Regions from separate parts of the Bombyx mori genome. Here region 1 is linked to region 2. The links are chromatin contacts, called in public Hi-C maps. All regions are on one chromosome and are shown on one strand. The core of a region is the stretch at or near the end of the contact, and the rest is flanking DNA. Distances in the headings are between cores, read along the strand shown.

Region 1 (6,629 bases), core at 1,160-3,659, 36 kb after region 2:
GTCTCTCTTGAAATTCTACATCTATCCTTATAAGCGCTAAATATAAATACCTTTAAAATACTCATTAATAATGGAGTAGACTAATTAATTGATATGTCATTCATTGCGATTTCGTGTGTGGTTCATTGGTTCCGTATCAATAACCTATTATTGAATAGTAAGAAAACTAAATGTATTAAATTTACTTTAAAATGTATTAAACCATCTTTAAATGTGAGACAAGTGGATAGTGATGTAATTGTTTCTGAGGAATCATTGGAGCTTGTTGAGTCAACCGTATTTCTTGGTATAACAGTGGACTCCAAACTGCAGTGGGGACCTCATATCCATAAATTGGCGAGTAAGCTCAGCTCTGCAGCATACGCAGTAAAAAAAATTAGAATGTTAACAAACGCGGACACGGCTCGTTTAGTTTACTTTAGTTACTTCCACAGTGTCATGTCCTATGGCATTTTGCTATGGGGCAATGCGGCCGATGTAGAAATGATATTTATTCTGCAGAAAAGAGCTCTACGTGCTATTTATAACATGCACTCAAGGGAATCCCTGAGGGAGAAATTTAAAGAAATTAAAGTTCTCACTATGCCATCCCAGTACATTTTTGAAAATTTGATGTATGTTCGTAAACATATTGAGGAGTTTCCTAAACAGTCGGACATACATAATAGAAATACTAGGAACAAACACAAGCTTGTTGTGCCGATGAGTAGGTTACATAAGATACGAAATTCATTCGGGTGTTTGTCTGTGCGCCTGTACAACAAAATCCCACATGATGTTCAGAACCTACATATACATAGGTTTAAGAAAACTATTAAAGAACATCTGTGCAATAAAGCTTACTATAAAGTCAATCATTATCTAGAAGATTGCACAAAGTGGGAATGAGTTGCTCGCTCCGGGCATTTCAATATTGTAGTAATTGTTACGTTATAATACTCAGTGTAAAAAATTCATATTTAAAAAAATAATAATATTAAAAAATAAATAAATAATAATTCTATATGTAAAAAAAAAGACATGCCCGCTGAGTTTCTTGCCAATTCTTCTCAGGACGGAGGCTAGTTCTTGTGAATTGGCGGTAGTTCTTTTGACGTTCAACAAGTATGTACTTTCATTTATGTTGAATAAAATTTTTTTGATTTGATTTGATTTGATTATTGGTATATCATTTATCTCAATAATAATGAAGTTTTACTGGTGGTAGGACCTCTTGCGAGTCCGCGCGGGTGGGTACCACCACCCTGCCTATTTCTGCCGTGAAGCAGTAATGCGTTTCGGTTTGAAGGGTGGGGCAGCCGTTGTAACTATACTTGAGACCTTAGAACTTATATTTCAAGTTAGGTGGCGCATTTACGTTGCGGATGTCTATGGGCTCCAGTAACCACTTAACACCAGGTGGGCTGTGAGCTCGTCCACCCTTCTAAGCAATAAAAAAAAGTGGACTAATTGATATGTAATTCATTATTGGTATATCATTTATCATAGACACTTGGAGCTAGCTACAATCATATTTACAATAGTCTAAATTATTTACTTACGAATCTATATCTTTACTAATATTGTCTACTTAATATATTTTTACTAATATTGAAACTTGGTATCCATGTAGAAAATACATGTACTTAATGGATAGGCTAATATTTCTATGAGTGTTAGACTCCCTAATAATAATGACAATAAATAATTATGTTAATTTTAAATGCCCAGCGAAGCGGGCGAGTACGGCTAGTGATTTTATATACTCAATAACAAATTTTCGACAATTCGGCTTGATGAACAATGTATCTAATCATCACGTCAGTTCTATTAATGACGCGTGATTGAGAAGTGGCTTTAAGATCACGACTTATCAGAGCTTTTAGATAAAAATGTTTCTTGATTATGTCAAAAGCTAGACAAGCAATGCGGTTCAGGTTTAAAGCATCACCTTTTGTAGAAAGATCTAGAATGACTGCTGACGAATTTCTCAATGATTCCCTGTAGCTTCCAGGAGCACTTGTATGCTTTCTTTAAAAAATATTAGTCAATCCATTGTTAGCGGCTGGTTCCACTTTGACGTAGTTACCGTAAGGAGTGCTAATTGTCTGGGGCCCGGCGGCGTATGGATCCATTAGCACATTCGTGTTCACATCTTGAACGCCCGCAGCGCCATCTCTGTTCCAGGAGGCTAAAAGTAAAAATATATTACAGCGCCACCTATTGTTAAATGGATGAACTACACGAAAAATTATGATTTGTGGACTCGTCCGCAATTACGCAATGGATATTTGAATATTGTAAATAAACAACTGGTATTATAGTTAAATAATTTAATTTAATAAATGTATAATTCTTTCTATAACGTATTGTGTCTTGAAATAAACAGATGCAACGTAGTTACGCTATTGGGCGGTAGATGTCGCTTATTTATAGTATTTTCTAGCTTTTCTTACTTAGCGCGCTGTCGCCGTGGAGCTCGTGGTGTCCGTTGTGTATGTGCAAATGTATCTCCTTTTGGTGCGCGTGCGGATACGGGGTCTCCCAGGCCACGCTGTACTGGCCTTTGGCGCCGAACAGAGCCCCAAGCTGCAAATAATACGATCGATATAAGCGCGAATGAAATTCGTAACGTCACGATTCTCGAAGATAATCAGAGACGTGGGGACCAGTGTGTTTAGTGCGAGTTTTTTAACGTTCTCGATAGCGTAAAAGTTAACTCATATTTGTATGGAATGGGATCGTTTGCGTACGTTTGCCGCTAGGGGCGCTGTTTCAACTGCATACAAAATTGAGTAATTTTTTTTATTGGTTAGATGGGTGTACGATCTCGCAGCCCTACTGGTGTTAAGTGGTTACTGGAGCCCATAGACATCCACAACGTAAATGCGCCACCCGCCTTGAGATATAAGTTCAAAGGTCTCAAGTATAGTTACAACGGCTGCTTCACCCTTCAAACCGAAACGGATTACTTCTTCACGACAGGATTAGGCAGGGCGGTGGTATAATTTTTGCGAGTTTCATTTTTATTACACGATGTTATTCCTTCACCGGGGAAGACAGTCGCGAACATTTGTTGAGTACGTATTTCATTACAAAAATTAGTACCCGCCTGAGATTCGAACACGGTGCATCGCTCAACACGAATGCACCGGACGTCTTATCCGTTACGCCACGACGACTTCAAGTTAAATTTTACGCTATCGAGAACATTAAATAACTCGCACTATTCAGAAACAATACATATTGTGGTTCTGGATAAAACACCTTTGGCTAATGATGGTCGCCATCGACGAAAGCGCCATCTACAAATTCAATAAACGTCATACGTCAAACCACATTGACAGCATAAACGTCATTCTATGTCATTTGTGTCACTTCATATTATTCATAACTTTCTAACGTGACGAACTATCAGCCTTTTTTGTAAAATCGAGGGTATACGAAATAATACACCTTTTTTGTAAAATCGATAATATGAGTCGTCTATTATCAAAGGCGGCAATCTGTGCATTTGGACAACAAAATTTTATTGATATGTCAATACAGATTGATTTGAATATAATCGTCTCCTTCAAAGAATACGGTTCAAAACCTGCATTAAATAAAGGTTAATAGTTAACCTGTTATTTATCTAAGATGTCGTTCCGAAGAGTTTTGTGACTGCCGATGGAATACAAAGTCAATAATTCGTTTTTCTGATTTACCAATCATTGTCCAAAAGTCAGATTGCCGCCTTTGATAATAGTCGACTCATATACGAAATTATACAGTAAAACGAATTCTCTTTTGGATATCCTCCGTTCCTGCGTCTACACGCACTAACTATAACTAAGCACACAGGATATTGGAATACGAAAACGGGCCCGCTCCTTACATATCACGTGTTAGGTTACACTCACACGTCATATGACAAAGAAAGCCACTTTCACCGGACTTGCGAGTAAAAAACAAAAACCAAACACAAAATGAATCAGTCGCCCAGTTAATTAATATAGCGCAAAAAATGTACTCTAACCTCAAAATTCTCATTTAGATTCTTCACTAAAAAATTTTATACTAAATTAACTTTTGCCCGCGACTTCGTCAGCGTGGAAATAATTCATAAATCGTCTTTTCGCATTAAAAGCGTACAATCTCCAAAAATATTCGAAATTGATTTGATATATGCGGAATCATTTGGTTATAACCAGTATTTTTCTAATAAATACTGTCAAAAGAGCGTAGTTAAGTTTTTGTTTTTTTTTTGTTTTTTTGTTTACCTATGTTTTGACTACTATTAACAAAATTAAGACATAAATTTATATCTTACTTTAAAAGACAGATAATGTAACTGGTACAAAATAAAAAATAAATGTTGCAAAGATGATTAAATATTAAAAATATCGCATGTTAAACCTTTAAAACAGTCTCCTGTAAAATTAGTAAGTTTTGAGATTATACAGTTTTAATGCGAGAAGACGAAATAAGGCTTTATTTTAGAACAAATTTGGTTAGCATAAAAAACGTTATAGTGAGCCAACCTTAACATATAGACATATGCTGTCGCAGACTTTTTTTAGATCTTTTAAAGGGGAACAATTCAGTCATACATTATTTTAGCGAAACTTTAACCGTTTCTGCAGCGCACGCAGCGGAAGCTCTCAAAAGGAAAAAAATAAACCCGATTTTGAAACATTCTTTATCGGTACTCCGCTTGTATTGGTCTTAGCGTGATGTTATATAGCCTGTAGCCTTCCTCGATAAATGGGCTATCTAACACTGAAAGAATTTTTCAAATCGGACCAGCAGTTCCTGAGATTAGCGCGTTCAAACAAACAAACTCTCAGCTTTATAATATTAAGTATAGATATATAATTTCTGTAAATTTTTGAAATTACGTTCATCTCACGTCAAGATATAAAAATATATTATTATTAGTATTCGTTATTTTCATAAATTAACATACTAAGCGTTATTTTCGAAAGTATAATAAAAAATAAATAATTAGATTTTGAAAAATAAAAATTAACATTGACCTATGAAAGTGCCGAAAAGGAAATTGAACACAATATTATTTCAGTTTAATTAACATATTATATATATATAATTGGGATCATGGCACATAAAATAAGATCCGGTGTTGTACTTTTAATGTTCTTTTCTGAAATCTTTCCCTATTATAATAATTAAAAATTAAATGACACCTTTTTTACGCTTTGTTTGTTCAATCGTCTTCGCCATGTTTCTTTTCTCTGTCATTCTTTTATACTTTCTTACCGTTTTTTGTCACTAATTTTTTTCCTAGTTATTCTCTGGTACCTAGCCTATACAGTGCGTTAATTTACATATATGGGATTATAGGGGATATGTTCCTAGGTATGGTCGTAATATTTTTTTATTTTTTTTTTAATGCTTAGACCTGTGGACGATCTCACAGCCCACCTGGTGTTAAGTGGTCACTGGAGCCCATAGACATCTATTACGTAAATGCGCCACACACCTTGAGATATAAGTTCTAAGGTCTCAGTATAGTTACAACAGCTGCCCCACCCTTCAAACCGAAACGCATTACTGCTTCACGGCAGAAATAAGCGGGGCGGTGGTACCTACCCGTGCGGACTCACAAGAGGTCCTACCACCAGTAAATTAATAAGGTCTATTTTACTTTTTTATTAGTCCATTTGACGACGCGCTTACAAAGGATATTCGGTTGGGTAACTACATATTGGAATCTTTTTTATAAATATGTATGTACCGATGTATCGATTAGATCCGCGAATAGAGAAATCTTTAGCCGCGATTACAGGAATTGGGTCGCGTTTTTCTAATCCGCGTATAGTGAAAACGCGAATGTCGGAAGAGCGGATAAGGAGCTTTTAATGTACTTAAAAGAAATCATTACCTCTTAACAACAATTTCAATTCTTATTTGAATCACTCGAGGCTAATTACTATGGCTGTTTAATGAATCAGATTTGAGGGTAGTTACAAAATAGTAGTGCAAGGTAGAGGGGGAAGAGGTCGACCGAAGAAGACATGGATGGAGTGTGTTAATGACGTTAAGAGAGAGGGAGAGAAGTGAGACGGATTTGACGGCTGCTAGAAGAGAATGGAAACCCACAGACACAGCCCACTGAGTTTCTCGCCGGATCTTCTCAGTGGGTCGCGTTTCCGATACGGTGGTAGATTCTGCGAAGCACTGCCCTAGCTAGGGCCAGTGTTAGCAACACTCCGGCTTGAACCCCGTGAACTCACCTACATATTAGGGCGAAGCTGAAATAGCCTCTCAAGGTTATCAGCATGGTTAGGAGAAAAAAAAATGGAATAGAAAAATTGGCTGTGCCGACCCCATAGATAAGGTGGAGAATAAGAGAAGGTAGTTAAATATTTTTTTAATTTTTTTTATTGCTTACATGGGTGGACAAGCTCACAGCCCACCTGGTGTTAAGTGGTTACTGGAGCCCATAGACATTTACAACGTAAATGCGTCACCCACCTTGAGATATAAGTTGTAAGGTCTCAGTATAGTTACAGCGGCTACCTCACCCTTCAAGCCGAAACGCATTACTGCTTCACGGCAGAAATAGGCAGGGTGGTGGTACCTACCCGTGCGGACTCACATGAGGTCCTACCACCAGTAAATGAATATATCTCACTTTCGCTGCTCCA
Region 2 (6,036 bases), core at 1,220-3,719:
AGGAACCCCGGTAACCGTACTCGTCGAACTCGACAAAGAGTTCGCCGTGCAACCTAACCCATGAATCAGCTCGCTGAGTTTCTCGCCGGATCTTCTCAGCGGGTCGCGATTCCGATCCGGTAGTAGATTCATTCGCGAAGCAGCTGCTCTTGAGCTGTTAGGTTTCCTTCGGAGGCGCTCGGGTAGCTGTTAGCAAATCCCACCCCTCCTGGCTGAGCCTTTGCTCGCCCACCTGTCCTGGTGAAACTGGAAAGGCCTCCGGGCCACCAGTAATTCTTCAATCAAAAAAAAAAAAAAAAAGTATGTTCATTTAATTCTAAATTTAAATTGGGTAGAATCAGGAGTGATACCGGGTTGTAAGTAGGAACCATAAAGATGACAATAACTTAATGAACGAGTGCACTGAATTTGTTTTTACTTTAATAATAGAATGCTTATATAAAATCTTTGGAAATTTACAAACTATATAGGTACATTGTCACGCATATCACTGAGCCTATTCTTCAGCTCTCCTCATTCATGGTAAAAATTGGGAGAATTGTCTAGACAGTTAGACTAGTACTCCTAAGAGTACCGCTATTCATGAAGGATACATCTTTCTGTCAGTAGCCTTAAGTATTTTCGTGTAAGCTTTTATACGTTGTGTTTAATAAACTATACCGAAGTCCCTTGTATATTAGAATTTTGGTTGTTATAATTTTAATATTGAGAATTAATATCCACCATACACATTTATGTTTGTCAGGAAATTGAGACATATGGACCGTTTATTTTGAAAGTGTTGTAAGTACATTTTTGAGAAAAATGAGCTATTATGCAATTCATGCTTAATTTAATGTAATGTTTTTTTTATATATAACTAGTCCGTGTCTAATTTCTCAAGAAAATCCCATGTTTTGTACAACTTAAAATCGGTCGGTAAATGAAATTGCATAATGATCGATTCTGAAAGTGGTGTAAGTTCAATTGACAGAGGTAGGTGGCATAACCAGACCTCATATGATTTGCCTGTATTTTTAAATCAACAAATATAAGTAACCTTTAATTTTCTCGAAACAAAAGAAAATGGACTTACACCACTTTCAAAATAAACGGTCCATATGTTTTGTTAATATCACGACGGTTAGCTATATAGTTTACTTAGTAGTGTTACTGTTAAAGGTTGACAAATATGCACATATAAAATGGCATGTACAATAAAAAATTACCCAAAACTCTATTTTCATCAAAGCCAATAATAACACTGTAATTTCTATGATGATAATGCCCAACTGTGAGCATACGAAAACGTTTAAAAAAATTAAATGGAAAATATTCGTAATTAATATTTTGTTGGTCGTATGTGTTGTGAGCCAATACAGATGGGCGTCAGAATTTGAAGAGTAAGAATATGCTATCAATACTTTCATCTCATCGCTTTTGTTCTCCACGGTATGTCTACGGGCAGCAGGCTTGACCATTTATATAATAATATAATATTTAACATTTAAGTGTAATAATATTTCCATTTATTTGTTTTTGTACTCTATTTGGTTCCAAGAGACAGGCCAGTCACCAAAACTAAAATCTACATGGATCACTCACAATATAATGCTCTTAATCATTTTTGCTTAATTTATAGTATTCCATTACAGGGATGTCAAGCTTAATACATACTGGTGAGCCTGGACAACAATATTCTTCATTTTAAAGGGCCATATCGCATTGACTCCAATACAACTGTAACTTCACCTGACATCCTATGTAATATTTTTTAAAATTGTAATTTACTCATTGGAAAATCAACATTTGTAATAAAAAATTTTTTAAACTTGTACTTATATAAGTTTGTAAAGTAAGAAAGGTAAAGGAGATAATTACTGACAGGTTAAATTTGATGGCAAAGTTGAATATTTGTATTTATGGCGGGCTTGCGCTTTGTATTGTAATTTTGAATTCTGAATTGCCGTAATCACTTTGTTGTGGGAAACAAAAGGAAGAGGGAAAACAAGGAACAGAAATATAGCCAGGAAGAGCAGAAATAAACAAAATATAATGTTTTACTTACGCAATTCCACCTCACGCCCGATGTAATTCATCAAAACAGCCTAAGGAAAGTTTTATATTTAGCACGAACGTTGTCAAAAATAGAAGTTGCTACTCAGTGTTAACACGGAAAACAAATCACATAATGTTCATGTAACCAAAACACAAAAAATGTTCGCGCGGAACTTAAGAAGCGAAAAGTCGAGGAGGTATGGTGAAAAAATATTTGCAGTCAGTTCAATCACCGTTTATCAGCACATTTTAATGTCCGCTTAATTGTATAGATGAATTAACACGATGGCTCGCAAAAAGCTGGAGCTCATGCCTGAAACCACCGCGTACGCGAATTACGAACAAAATCACCTCGTTTTCGCGATATCACAAAATAAAATGAAATGTGAATGACATGTATTTTTGACATGCGCACTCCATTGCGAATTTTATGCTGCCATCTATTGGTGGCTATCACTTAAAGCTCAGTAAATAAAATTTCAACAGTTCATTTAGTAAAGCAAAACAAACCATAGGTGGTGCTGCATTTTTAGTTTTCCTACTCATCAACAGGTGGCGAATTAAGCAAAGTAAGTTTATACTTGAGACCTTAGAACTTATATCTAAAGATGGGTGGCGCATTTACGTTGTGGATGTCTATGGACTCCAGTAACCACTTAACACCAGGTTGTAAGCTCGTCCACCCATCAAAGCAATAAAAAAAAAGTACCTAATTAAAATTAAAATGCTAATTTCTTTCAAAACTTCACAATATTTATGATTTTCTTTGGATAAGGACCGTGGTAGCTTAAATAAATTAAATAAATCAATAAAAACCATAATCCATTTTATCTAAACAAACATATCTATCCTAACATATAAATCTACAGTGGTTTTTACGGATGTTCCGTTATAACTATTGAACCACGCATCCGATTGACTTGAAACTTGGTATCCATGTAGAAAATACATGTACTTAATGGATAGGCTAATATTTATATGAGTGTTGGACTCCCTAATAATAATGACAATGATTATGTTAATTTTAAATGCCCAGCGAAGCGGGCGAGTACGGCTAGTAAATTTATAAATGGACAAGATAGCCTACACACACATACACAGTAAAGGCTACGTTAAATAAATTTTAGATAAAACTTAGTTGTCGCAATATTGCCATGACTACGTATATCGCAATGCCGTTCAAATACCACACATTGGTCCCAAAAATACGAATGATCCAACAACGCGTGGTCGTAAACACGGACAAACGATTTGTGGCGATGTGGCATAACGATGCGAATATAATGCGGTCCAGTGTGCTTAGGGCGAGTTTTTTTAAAGTTCTTGATAGCGTAAAAGCTAACTTAAACTTGTATGGAGCTACGCTTGCCTATATTTGGTGCTAGCGGCGCTGTTCTAACTGCAAGAGAGAGAGAGATTATATTAAAATGGTTTCTGCAAGGGAATGGGAAGCACTAGTCTTGGTAAAACTAGTGTTAACGTGTTCTCGCAGGTTGAGCCAATTTTTTTTTGGGTAGGGGATCGAACCTCCCTGCCTCCGGCGAAGGTCAAGAAGAAATGCCATCATCGTGAAAAGTGCGACTGGTTGGCGATGTTACGCGTCCCGATCTGGCAGGCTGGTTCTGACCCAGCGTGGTATCTGGGGACAACAGCTGCATGGGCCACACGGCCTATGTCCAGAGCTTTTGAAGACTTCGCTTCGAAGGCTTCGGCTTGAGGGCTCCGTCGACTGGGCGAGAGTGCAGGGTAGTCATTTAGTGAGTTGGGCCCTAAATTCCATGCTTTGTACCCATGATCCTCTTCTAATATCAGCGGATCGTCCAGTCGCACATGCGCACCCTAAGGTAGGAGTTCATAATCCATACACTGTATAACTGTAGCTTTTACATACTCTTAATGATAAATAGCCCACTGAGTTTCTCGCCGGATCTTCTCAGTGGGTCGCGTTTCCGATCCAGTGGTAGATTCTGCAAAGCACTGCTCTTGCTACGGCCAGTGTTAGCAACACTCCTGGTTTGAGCCCCGTGAGCTCACTTACTCGACCGGTTACGCTGACATAGCCTCACAAGGCTATCAGCTTAGGTAGGATTTTTTTTTTATAAAATCACGAAATGCCACATCAAAATAATTTTCATATTCGGTGTATTGAGTTAGCTTAGACCTTCTAGGAAACGGAGGACAGGTAAAATGACGTCACTCCGACTTAATAACAAAACTGGCTTTCAACTAGCTAACATTTCACGACGCGGACACCGCAACAACCCGTCTAAGTAGTCTAGTAATGGAATACGAACACCTACCTTATCGCCATATACTTAAAGATACGTTTTGTGTTCATTTCAAGTTGTTCTTATGATGTTTCGTGTTGGAATTTGTGATTTTAGCATTCGGCCAGCGTGTTTAGCTTTGCAATCTGTAATGTAGGCAGAGATACCTATTTAGTTTTTGATTTCGGCTTGCTCGTCTAGCTTATTTTTCACTATAATATTAATCATCTTAGGCCTTACAGCCCAGGGTGGGCCTTAGCTTGGTCTAGTATGTATCTCCAGACTGCTCTGCTCAGGTTTTTTTTTTTCCTACCTATGCTGATAGCCTTGAGAGGCTATTTCAGCTTCACCCTAACGTTAGTAGGTGAGCTCGCGGGTCTCAACCGGAGAGTTGCTAACACTGACCCTAGCAAGAGCAGGGCTTCGCAGAATCTACCACCGGATCGGAAACGCGACCCACTGAGAAGATCCGGCGAGAAACTCAGTGGGTTGTGTCTATGGGTGAGTTCGCTCGTTGAGCCCTTCGTCGCAAGCGACGGGTTCGACGAGGACGGTGACCGGTGCTTGTGGTGCCTAAAAGCACCGTTAATGGATCAGGAGGATCCGTAATGACGTGAGTCTGCTCAGGGCTTTCTCCTTCCAGTTCTTGGCACCGATAACTTTGAGGTTAACTTTTCTAAGCCATCCAACCGTCGGAATTGGGATCTGCAACGACTTCTGTGGCCCTCTGGTTTCCCATATGGTAGGTGTCCATCATTGGCGTCCAATTTTTATAGTTTTTATGATATTAGGTTCTTTGTAAATATCTTACCACTCGTTGTTATATGGCGTCCTCAATATATCTATACTAATAATATTATTAAATACTTGAAAAAACTCTTGAATTTAATGCTGACACGTATCACCTTTTTATTGATTTTAAAGCTGCCTACGACAACATAAGCCGTAATTTCCTATACCAGGCTATGCATGAGATTGGCGTACCACCGAAGCTTATATCTTTAACAAGGATGACACTGGTTGCATCGCAAAGCATTGTTAAGATCCAAACAGACCTATCGGATCCTTTTAGAACCCATGATGGACTAAGGCAGGGTGATGCCCTCTCCTGCCTTCTTTTCAATGTTGCACTCGATAAGTGTATCCGTGACTCAGCAATAGAGACGACGGGCAATATATATTACAAATCCGCTCAAGTACTGGGATATGCGGATGATATTGACGTCATTGGCAGATCAGCTCTCGCAGTAGAAAGTGCGTACCTTGCTCTCGAGGCCTCGTCTCTCGAAGCCGGTCTCCAAGTAAACGCAGACAAAACTAAATTCCTGAGGGTGTCGAGGGACTTACGTGAGGACACAGCGCATAAAAATATTGGCCAGCATACTTTTGGATCTGTGAATGAATTTGTATATCTTGGTTCTCTGATAACGAATAATAATAATATAACAGCAGAAATAGTTAAGAGAATACTGTCGGCGAATAAATGCTACTTCGGCCTGCTTAAATATTTCTGTTCCAAAATTCTGTCACGAAATATCAAAATTCTTTTATACAAGACCCTACTGAGACCCATTCTTATTTATGGCTCAGAGACATGGGTACTCAGCAAAAAAGATGAGAACCGTCTACTTGTGTTCGAGCGTAAGATTCTAAGACGGATATTCGGTGCTGTGCGGGAAAACCAGATATGGAGGACGCGCTATAACCACGAGTTGTATGATGTTTACAAAGA

What was found. Hi-C and Micro-C count contacts between places; a contact is called where the count stands out from the background.
Region 1: a Hi-C map of posterior silk gland shows a contact between it and region 2, with 4 times the contacts expected there. The contact joins the enhancer-like site here to the promoter of LOC101745325 in region 2. A contact is called at or near these places in 2 of 7 Hi-C or Micro-C datasets (middle silk gland and posterior silk gland).

Annotation. Positions count from the first base shown.
Region 1 is chr2:1,284,647-1,291,275 of ASM3026992v2, forward strand. LOC105841465 reads right to left here. Exons shown (of 4, transcript XM_012689400.4): 2 at 6,617-6,629; 3 at 2,436-2,568; 4 at 341-2,170. The coding sequence ends at 2,013. Among protein-coding and RNA genes, the nearest start is that of Mir282, 14 kb to the left of the region's middle. Within about 2 kb of position 2,410, at least 8 of the 8 cell types and tissues checked have open chromatin away from gene starts, as enhancers often do.
Region 2 is chr2:1,248,219-1,254,254 of ASM3026992v2, forward strand. LOC101745325 (R3H domain-containing protein 2) reads right to left here and starts at 2,470. Exons shown (of 32, transcript XM_012689408.4): 1 at 2,048-2,470.